Linked DNA regions of Sus scrofa: regions 2 and 3 are each linked to region 1. The links are chromatin contacts, called in public HiChIP or PLAC-seq maps. All regions are on one chromosome and are shown on one strand. Each heading gives the region's core, a stretch centred on a gene start, on an enhancer-like site or on the middle of the called end of the contact. The rest is flanking DNA. Distances are from core to core; before and after follow the strand shown.

Region 1 (3,565 bases), core at 5-2,504:
GATTAATGACTGCATTTTGAAAGGAACAAATACCGGCAAAATCTTAGATTGGAAAATGGTCCCTAAGTATAATAAGACTGAGAGCTCTGTATCTCAGCTTGTACACACTATATATTTGAGTGTGTGCATATGTGCATTTATCATTCATTCATTCGTTTAACACATAATCGATTATCTCTTCTGTTGCTTTCACGATGCTAGGTACCATGTCATAGTGACCAGATTTGGTTTCCCAAGTCCACTGCTCCCACAAGAAACTCTAGACTTTTCAACTTGATTTCACAGAAACCAAAGGGCAGAACTGTGTTTTTTTCAGCTTCACGTGGTACTTTCATTGCTCCTTTAAAGTGTCAAGATTTAATTCGAAGTACCAGCAGCTCTTTAGTTTTAATTTTTATTTTTTTATTGAGGTATAGTTGATATCCAGTGTTTCAGGTGTACAGCAAAGTGATTCAGTTATACATATACATAGATATAAATAGAATGTCCTTTCTCATATTCTTTTCCATGATAGGTTATTACAAGATATTAAATGTGGTTTCCTGTGCTATCTGGTAGGCACTTGTTGTTACTTCTATTATATATAATAGTGTGTATCTCTTAATCCCCAATTCCACCCCCTTTTCCCTTTGGGGACCATAGATTGGTTTTCTAGGTCTGTGTATCTATTTCTAGTCTGAAAATAAGTTCATCAGCTCTTAAATTACATTATCTCGGAAGTTTCTACTCACATGCCAACTCTTTTGACATTCAAATTTCAACTCCCCCCCTTTTTCTCTTAAAACGATGAGCCCCAGGTAATTCATCTTGTGATGTTAGAGAGGATGACAGTGTGGGTCCGAGCTGATTAAAAAGCAGACCAAAAATATGCACGTGGCTCCATTAACACTTGTACTCCCAGGTCCACTGAGATCCATAACCCATAACCCATGTGCATCAATGGCTTCTGATCTTGGACATAAGACCTGAGGTGGCGGTCATGTTCGTCCCCCCTGTCCCATGACCTTATGCCTCTTATGCCAAATATTCCATCCTGAAGTCCCATCACCCCTGAAAACCATTGTCAGAATCATGATAATACAGTAAGTTTGCCAGGCAAATTGTGAAGTATGAGTCACAGTTCTATTGGTTCTGCATTTTTGAAAACTGCAAAATTTTGATCAAGATAGAAACTGAAATCTCTGAGTGTCACCTCCGGGGAGCCCTGACACGCTCACATCAGACTGTCCTTCTCACCCACCTCCCATAGCCCTAGTCACGCTATGCCTCTGCCACGAGTTACCCCCTGTTTGGTGCTCGGCCACTGGAAGACCTTCTGCCCCGGAGCCCTTCCAGTGGGTCTCACAGGCACTCACTCTGAGCCTGATCTCCGGCTTACCTGCCAGTCCTGGAGGGTGGTCTTGGAAGTACTGTGTTTCCCGTCTCCCTTTCCTCCCCCTGTTCAGACTCTGGGGTCCAGCCCTCCCTGGACTCAGCTCTGCCCTGGCTAAGATCCCTACCCTGAGGCTGGGATCTCCCCATCACCACTTGCTTAGACTTAGAATGGGTTTTTGAAAACCACTTATAGGAATCCACTGATATGTCGCTCCTTCCAAGAAGGCGGTGTTATCTTAAAGTGACCCTTGGTAGATAAACCTCACTGCAAAGGCTTTAGAATTGGGATTTTAAATTTGTTATTATTTATTTATTTATTTATTTATTTTTGGCCACCCCACAGCCACGGAGTTCCCGGGCCAGGGATCAGATCTGAGCCACCGTTGTGACCTAAGCTGTAGCTGCAGCTCTGTGCTGGGCCAGGGATCGAACCTGTGTCCCAGCGCCCCAACATGCTCCGATCCTGTTGCGCCACAGTGGGAGCTCCAGAATTGTGTTTCATGGAGTCCTTCCACGGATGTGCCTGAAGATCACCCCCTGGAGCCTGGAAATACTGCTGTCTTCCTGGGCTCTGACCGGGGCCACACCGCTTATATACCCCTTCTGCTCTGGGCCACCAAGCACGGTCAGAAATGGGTGGGCTCGGGAGCCTGACCATTCGATTTGAACTCCAGCTGCGTGACGTTGGGCAGGTCACTTAACTGATTGTGGCTCGGTTTTTTCATCTGGGAAATTGTAACCATAATAGTACCTGGTACCTGTCTTTAAAGGGCTGTTGTTGGACTCAATGAGTTAAAACATCTGGCACATAGCAAAGGCGATTGAGGAAGTTGCTGCTATGATTTTATATGGGGTGCCCTGCAAGATGGCACTTGAAGGAAGGTTTCCATTACTTTCCAAAAAAAATAAATAAATAAATAAAAGGAAAAACAAGCAAACAAAACCCCAAACTCCCGCTACCTTCAGTCAAAAAATGAACAAGTTATTGGAACTCTGCCACCCAGGGTAGGTTTCTTGGCGCCTCTGAAATCCTCCCTAAGTGTGGGGCTGAGCTGGCTCTGGGTTGGTGAGTAGACTGGCTCACACCCGGCATTCACATTCGGAGTGCTGACTTAGGGAGAGGGGTTAAGTGTCGTGTCTGGGCCGTTTATTCATTCTGTTACTCTATAAGGTGTTTTTTGTTTTGTTTTGTTTTTTTAAATAAGTTGTATTGAACTGATGCTATGAGGCTCCATGATGATGCATGCCAAGCAGGGGACGTTTGGCTTACAGGGGGACAAGGGGCCCTGTGACAACTGATGTTCAAGGAGAGAAGTCAGATGTTATTATCAAAGCTTTTGAAACCTCCCACGTGGCTTTCATCTTGATGTCTGAGGACCAGGATCCTAAACTTCCTAGGATCCTGCAGGTCTTCTCTGTGTCCAGAATAAGCACATATATTTTCTCCTTTCAAATTCATTGCTAATTGTGTTACTTTTCTTTTTCTTTTTGTTTTGGCCACGCTGCTGGCATATGGACGTTCCTAAGCTAGGGATGGAACCTGGGCCACAGCAGCGACAAAGCGGATCTTGAACCTACTGAGCCACCAGGGAGCTCCTGTGCTCTGATTTTGTGCATTTGGCACCTGGGTACAGCTGTCACTCAGAGAAATCATGGGTGTGGGGGAGGAATGTGGCTTTGGAATTAGGCTCCCCACCCCATACTGGCTGCCATGCACATGGGAGGCCCTGCCTTAAGCCTTTGCACCTGATCCCTCCGGCCTTTGCTGGCCTCAGATGCTCTTACCTGAGCCTGTCTCCTCCTCCACATGCCCAGGAGGCCTCTCCCGTCCCAGGTCAGGCTGGATCACACCGCTCAGGACCTTGGCCTCCCGGTTTAAGGCAAAATTGCTTACACTGGGGCTTATCTCCCTCCTGGTGCCCTGTGCTAACCCTGCATGCCACTCGTCACCCTGCATTGTCTGTCTCCCCTGCACCCTTGTGGGGTCTTTGACGGCTGAGCCTGTGCCCAGTTCATTCATGATTCTCCAGGGTCTGGCACAGGGCTTGGCATGTAGTAGGTGCTCAGGAAAATTTTGTGAGATGCATGAATAAACCAGCGGGCTGTGCAGGTGTGCATGACAACACATTGTTGACCACACGTCACTGCCATGAAGAAATGTTAAATTGCTGACATTTCTTGTTAGAAAATC
Region 2 (3,531 bases), core at 615-3,114, 270 kb before region 1:
AGCTGTCATCTGTCTTCCTTTTTTGCTTTTTTAGGGCTGCACTCTCAGCATATGGAAGTTCCCAGGCTAGGGGTTGAATCAGAGCTATACCCATAGCCACAGCAATGTGGGATCTGAACCACATCTGCGACCTACACCATAGCTCACGGCAACGCTGGATCCCCAACCTACTGAGTAAGGCCAGGGATTGAACCTGCATCCTCATGGATACTAGTAGGATTCATTTCCCATCCGCCACGACGGGAGCTCCCTGTCGTCTGTGCTGGGATGCTACCAGTCACTGCTGACCAGCTCCCTGTCCTGACCTGGTGGGAAGGCCTGCCTTTTCTTTCCCACCAGCCAGCTCTTTTCCTGCAGGCTTTGACTGCAAGGCTGCACCTCTGCTCTGCTCGGCTTCTTTTGTGACTCCAGTAGGGCTGGCACTTAGGTGAGTGAGAGCTTATCTGGATGCACAGGGTATTGTGTGTGTGCGTGCTTATGCGTGTGCATGTTTCTGGGACTGTCACAGCACCCTGCTTCGCCCAGCTTGTCAGGCTTCCATCCTGCAGCCAAACTCTTTTCTTTCCCTGCTTGCTCTTCCTCACCTATGCCCAGTGCATCAGCACATTTGGAATTCTTCAGAGAACATTTTATTCTTCTGTATTCTTGGTGGCGCTTCTGGTGGCAGATGTTTCTCCCTTATCAATGGAAGGTAACAGACTTAATCAGAACAGAGACGCCTCCCCATGGAACCGGCTCATTTTTCTCCCCTGCTGTTCCACCCAGTTGTGAGACCGGTCTGCAGCCTGGTAAAAGCTGGTGAGAGTGACAGGCTTGGCATTTTCTCTTCCTCATTCTAGCTGGTGTCTGCAGCAGCTGGCTTTTATTCTCCACTCCTCTTCACCCTCTTTGGGTGAAGGAATAGGCTTTTGATGGTGGCTGGCCTTTGACCCTTGCTTATTTGTCAGTGGTGGATGCTTTTATAGAGGTTGGTCCCATGAGCAGGAAGATGGGGGCCACGTAAAGTGTGTTGGATGGAGGGATGGCAGAAGGATTGTTTGCAGGCTCTTTGATCCAGGCTGGACCCAGTTCTTGTGTTCGCGTTCTTGCCGTTTGTGAAGATGATTTGCAAAACCCTCGGTAAGCTTCATGCTGTACTCTTGATGCCGCAGGCATGAGTTTCAGTCTTTGGTGGGAGGCATGAGTAGAAAAGGCATGAACTTTTTTTTTTTTTTAAGTGGGAAATCAATTTTTTTTATTGCACGAAAGAGTCTTTAAAATCTGTAGTGCTATACAGTTTTCAAAAGTTTTATGCATGTGATTTCACCTAATCCCATATTAACCCTTTTCTTTTTCCCTTACCCCTATATTGCCCCTCGCCCCACTAGTAACCACTCGTTTGTTCTCTCTGTGAGTCTGCTTCCTTTTTGTTTTATTCACTAGTTTGCTGAATTGTTTCAGATTCCATGTATAAGTGATATCATACAGTATTTGCCTTTCTGTCTGACTGCTTCACTTAGCAGAATGCTCTCCAAGTCCATCCGTGTTGCTGCCAAAGAGCCCTTAACATTTTTTGGGGGGGGTCTTTTTAGGGCTGCATCCGAGACCTATGGAGGTTCCGAAGCTAGGAGTCTAATCGGAGCTGTAGCTGCTGGCCTACGCCACAGCCACAGCAATGCTGCAACGCTAATCCTTAACCCACTGAGCAAGGCCAGGGATCGAACCCACAACCTCACGGTTCATAATCGGATTCATTAACCACTGAGCCATAACGGGAACTCAGGAGCCCTTAACTTCTTGACTTGCGGTTTCCCCCTGGTTCTTCCTTTCCTCCGAAGAGCCCAAGGCATGGACATGATGGGTAAATGCTACGTGTGGATACTTATGCGTCAGCAAACACACGCAGCAGTTGGATGGTCATAAACATGAATCATTTGGGCCCTAGCCTACAGAACATCGTGGAAAATCTTTGGCTTAAGAGAATAAGAACAGTTCAAACAACAGTTCCTTTTTCCCCCTTTCCTGAAGGAGGATGGTGAGGGGGAGCCAGAAGCGCTGGTGGAGGTGAGTCTGCTGGCTGGTAGCATGTACTCTTGAGAAGAGCAGTTTTAAATCTCTTTTAGTCCCCCCCCCTTTTTTTTTTTTTTTTTCTTCTGTTGACTGACTGTCAGGAGCTGGGAAGATGGCCAAGAAGGAAATGACACATCGAGAGGCATTTTTGTGTTGTGCAACATTCTGTGGAACTGATGCAAGGCTATATGGCCTGTTTACACATTCCTCCGCTCGCAGACGGCAGGGCAGTAATTGAAGTCAGCAGCACATGGCATGCTGCAGCAAGGAGCCCGGCCTTCACATCCTTTCATGGCAAATTATCGCAGCCGTTAAAACATGCTCGCGTCCCTCCTTTGCACTCCCCGCCTGCCTCCCCAGCCCCGCATGTGCTCTCTCACTGTGTTGGACATGGGTTTGCAAGGACTGCGGCTTGCCCAGTGAGAGCACCTTGTCCACAGACAGGGGTTGCCGTGGCTATATTGACTTGTAACTAAATCGAGCATGGCAGGTTTTCAAGCGATGTGGGCTCTGCAGACACACAGACTGGATCCCAGTGTGTCATCCGTTTCTGTCGCATTGAAAGTCAGAAATCATTCATTCTTAAAACAGGGACTTGAGAGGAAAACATACTGGGGGGGGGCTTTATTTATTTTATAAGAAAGAAGTTTTTCTTCCCAGGAGAATTCCTGGTAGATTACTGAACTACTTCTCTTTTGTTTGTACTGTAGCATTTTCTTCAGGAAGGGCTGGACCAGAGGAGACTGGGAAATACTTTAAAATAACAGAGAGAAAAAGATTCCTAATGTTGGTCTTTGGAGTCATACTTGTCCCTACCTGGCATGTGTCAACTAAAACTGATCTTTGGTCTTCCCATAAAATCTCAGAAGCTTGTATGTAGGCAAGTGTGGAAAATAATTGCTTGGAGTTCCTGTTGTGGCTCAGTGGAAATGAATCTGAGTAGTATGTATGAGGATGCGGGTTTGATCCCTGGCCTCGATCAATGGGTCAGGGATCTGGCATTGCCGTGGGCTGTGGTGTAGGTAGCAGACACGGCTGGGATCCTGGGTTGCTGTGGCTGTGGCATAGGCTGGCAGTTGTAGCTCTGACTCAACCCCTAGCCCGGGAACTTCTGTATGCTGGGGGTGTGGCCCTAAAAAGCCAAAAAGAAAAGAAGAGAAAAGAAAAGGATTGCTCATGTTTTTTGATAATTCTTGGAAATTGAGAGAGTGCATAAAAAAGCACATCCGTTGAAAATATCAATTCAAGGTTATATGTGACAGTTAAGAGTCTGAAGGAAGTAAGCAAGTGGGAGACTGAATTTGGGCTGCAGTGCTTAGGAGCAGAGGAAGGACTGCCTGTGTCTCTCCCAGATTTCTCTGTTGCTGTGCCCTGGTGACAAGATTCTTTGCTTATAGACAAAAGTTCATCATTAAAATCCAGGAGTACAGCTTACATCCAGACACCTCTGGAAAAGATAACTCAGACTTAAATTCATATTAA
Region 3 (3,244 bases), core at 684-3,183, 290 kb before region 1:
AGCCCCTCAGTCGCATCTCATTAGAGGGCAATCTTGGTCCCCAAGCCACGCGCCTACAGCCCTGCAAGTTCATCGTGTGCTTGAAATTGGCTCCAGAGTCCAGTACAGGCAACCAGGCCCCCTCTTCCGCCCCCCCCCCGCCCCCGCCGGCTCTCGAAGCTCTTTAGCCCCCCTTTAAAGGCGCAGACCCCCAAGCGCCGGCTGGGCAAGTGAAAGCAATTCTTTAAAAACCGGGAGGTAGGGTCGCGGCAGGTTCCTACCAGGGTTCGAGAGGCGTTTGCGCTGAGCAGCAAAAATTAATGGGTATGTGAATTGATTTAAATAAGATGAAGGGGCGGGGGGAGATGAGTGATGACTCAACTATCTTTCTTCCTGAATACTCTGTAGAGGAGGCATTGTAACTTTTCATTTCTTTTATAAAACCATTTATTACTGTGTGGTGTCAGCTACCGTATTAGGAATCTCTGGCAACTGAGGATTCTTCTTGCAAACACGTTTTCAAGCTTTGCGAGGTTTAAAGGAGATTGACAGCAAGTATTCTAGGAGGAGGGGAAACGGCCCTGTGCCCCCTTCTTAGGGGTGCGATACCCTCAAGCGGATTTCCCGGCTTCTGCGGGCGCCGCACATTGTTTTATTTGTTTTGAAGGCTCAGAGTTTGAGGCTGGTCGGAGACACCCACGTGCTTCTGACTCTCATCAGTGTAATGATCGCCTTAGCCAGAGTCGTGTCTATATAAACCACAAAAACCTAATCATTAGAAATCCCAGCCTCCAAAAACCACATTTTAGGTAAAACTGCCGCCTTTTTTCTGCGCTCCTTCATCCTTTCGACCACAACTTTTGGGGGGATCCAAAGTCGCTTTTTAAACCCACACTGGGAAATAAATACATAAATAAATAGCCATCGAAGCATTTTGAATATTTTATTTCGTATTTTAATTTTTTTTCCTTGGGAGTGGTGGTGGTGGTGGGGAAGTTAAGACATTAGACCAAGTTTTAGATGCAGAATAGACTTATTAATAGATTGAGATTCATGGAAAACTGCTGGGGTTCCCCCCCTCCCCGCAAGGGTTTTAGCAACTTATTTTAATCATCAAGTTGATAGTTTTCCAGTCCTTAAAGAAACTCATCCTTGTTCTCTAGGAACAAGTTTGAATATAGAAGAAAAAAGTGTCCGGCTACCCACAGTTTGAGTTTCTAAAAACGATTTTGACAAATGTCCCCTCCATCCCAATTTTTTTGAGTCGCTTAAGACAAAAAACACCCAAACTCTGTAAAATCTTTTTTTTAACCCCTCTTGGGAGCCGCTCCGGCAGAGGTGGGGGGGGGATGGGGTGGGGGAAGGGTGAAGAGTGCTGAGAAGTCAGCACAGACGCTCAAGAATTTTCCTTCTTCCTCTCCTGAAGTTACAACGAAAAATAACGACAGGCAGATCAGCCGGCAGGCTCTCTGGCGTCTCAGCATCAACCTCCTCCGACCAAGAGGGGGTTCCTGGTTCTAGGGGGGAGGGGGGTGAGAAGCAAGAGGACGCGACCAGGCGAGATCCCCCTAGACCCGGGCCGCCTCTCTCGGCTTCGGAAGCTGCACGCCGCGTCCCGGGGGCTACTTCTCGCGGCCGGCGGGCGGCGGCAGCGGCTGAGATTCGCAGGCTCGAGATCCGCTGCCCCGAGATCCGCTGCCCGCGACTTACCTCCTGGCGCCTCGAAGCGCGAGGGTCAGGGGAGCTTTGCAAAGAGCTGGAGGGAGTGGATGCGAGGAGGGAGCGGTGAGAGGGCGAGAAGAGGAGAAGGGAAAGGAAGGAGCCGAGCCGGGGAGCCGGGCTGGCAGCCGCCGCGGGAGGAATCTGAGTGTGCAGCCGGCGCGGGGGGAGCGGCAGCCGCAGCAGAGCGGCGGCGGCAGCAGCGGCGCGGGCGGGCGGGCGGCGCGGCGCGGACGCCAGCAGCTGCGTAGCTGCTCGTGGCGCGGCGCGGCGGTGGCGGGCAGCGCGCGGCGATGCTGGCCTCTGGGTTGGACTGCTGAACCCACTGGGCTCAACCGCCGGACTCGAACTGGGAGGGGGCGCCAGCGCACCCAGGACGCGGTGCCCCAAGGGACCCCACTCCAAGCTGCTGCGAAGTGAAGTCTCCCGCCTGCCCGAGCCAAACACATCCTGGTGCCCGTTCGCAGCTGCCACCCCGGGTGTTTCAAGGGCTCCAGCAAGATCTGCGCCTCCCGGGTCTCGTCACCCGCCAACCCGATTGCTCCGCACCGCCACCGCTGGCCCCCGTCAGACTCCGCCCGGCAGTCTGCTTCATCGAACTTGATTTCTCACCTCCTCAGCCCCATCACCTCCATCCCCTTTCCCCCGTCTCGCCTCCACCCCCCCAATTTCCTCCTCCTCGCCCCTCATTCCACCCTCCTCCCCCTCCCCCGGCCACTTCGCTAACTTGTGGCTGTTGTGATGCGTATTCCCGTAGATCCGAGCACCAGCCGGCGCTTCAGCCCCCCCTCCAGCAGCCTGCAGCCCGGCAAGATGAGCGACGTGAGCCCGGTGGTGGCTGCGCAACAGCAGCAGCAGCAACAACAGCAGCAGCAGCAGCAGCAGCAACAGCAGCAACAGCAGCAGCAGGAGGCAGCGGCAGCGGCGGCGGCGGCGGCGGCGGCGGCGGCAGCGGCAGCCGCCGTGCCCCGGTTGCGGCCGCCGCACGACAACCGCACCATGGTGGAGATCATCGCTGACCACCCGGCCGAACTCGTCCGCACCGACAGCCCCAACTTCCTGTGCTCTGTGCTGCCCTCGCACTGGCGTTGCAACAAGACCCTGCCCGTGGCCTTCAAGGTAAGAAGCTGCGGCCGCCCCCCCACCCCCCGCCCCCTGCCCGGAGCCGCGGGACCTGCCTGCTAGCGTTTCCGTGCCCGCGGGGGCCCGAGCCCGGACCCGTACTGCCTCCAAGGTTCCTATCTTGGTGGCTCGGACCCGAAGGAACGCCGTCTGGCCCTCTTCCTCCGGATCTGCCAGCGGGCTCCGGGCGTAGTGACCCCGTGCAGATAGATCCTTCCCTCTCCCACCTGTGCCCGCAGCCATCACCTCAACCCTGGTTCTCTTTATCCGTTCATCACCCGTGGAGCCTGCCGGCCAACATTCTGACCCACTTCTCCGAGCCGTCTTACCTCCCCCAGGAGCCCCCAGGTGCCCACTCTCCGAGCTGCGGCCCGAACTTGCTCCACCCCGCCCCCACTCCAGGGTATCGCCAGCGTTCTCCCCA

What was found. HiChIP or PLAC-seq counts read pairs in DNA pulled down with a chosen protein or histone mark.
Region 2: a contact with region 1 is called in an H3K27ac HiChIP or PLAC-seq map of alveolar macrophages. The contact joins two enhancer-like sites. A contact is called at or near these places in 2 of 47 Hi-C or Micro-C datasets (embryonic fibroblasts and mesenchymal stem cells) and 1 of 2 datasets of contacts at active chromatin or transcription factors (alveolar macrophages).
Region 3: an H3K27ac HiChIP or PLAC-seq map of alveolar macrophages shows a contact between it and region 1. The contact joins two enhancer-like sites. A contact is called at or near these places in 16 of 47 Hi-C or Micro-C datasets (adipose tissue, alveolar macrophages, blood and 11 more) and 1 of 2 datasets of contacts at active chromatin or transcription factors (alveolar macrophages).

What each region holds. Positions count from the first base shown.
Region 1 is chr7:40,498,522-40,502,086 of Sscrofa11.1, forward strand. No RefSeq gene overlaps it. Among named protein-coding and RNA genes, the nearest start is that of CLIC5, 310 kb to the right of the region's middle. Within about 2 kb of position 1,255, at least 7 of the 83 cell types and tissues checked have an H3K27ac peak or open chromatin away from gene starts, as enhancers often do. A contact at or near this core is called in alveolar macrophages and retroperitoneal adipose tissue, where this site is marked.
Region 2 is chr7:40,229,602-40,233,132 of Sscrofa11.1, forward strand. The region is part of intron 5 of RUNX2 (runt-related transcription factor 2); the gene reads left to right. Among named protein-coding and RNA genes, the nearest start is that of SUPT3H, 70 kb to the left of the region's middle. Within about 2 kb of position 1,865, at least 40 of the 83 cell types and tissues checked have an H3K27ac peak or open chromatin away from gene starts, as enhancers often do. A contact at or near this core is called in alveolar macrophages, where this site is marked.
Region 3 is chr7:40,203,473-40,206,716 of Sscrofa11.1, forward strand. RUNX2 (runt-related transcription factor 2) reads left to right here. Exons shown (of 8, transcript XM_005666074.3): 3 at 2,456-2,817. Among named protein-coding and RNA genes, the nearest start is that of SUPT3H, 44 kb to the left of the region's middle. Within about 2 kb of position 1,934, at least 39 of the 83 cell types and tissues checked have an H3K27ac peak or open chromatin away from gene starts, as enhancers often do. A contact at or near this core is called in alveolar macrophages and retroperitoneal adipose tissue, where this site is marked.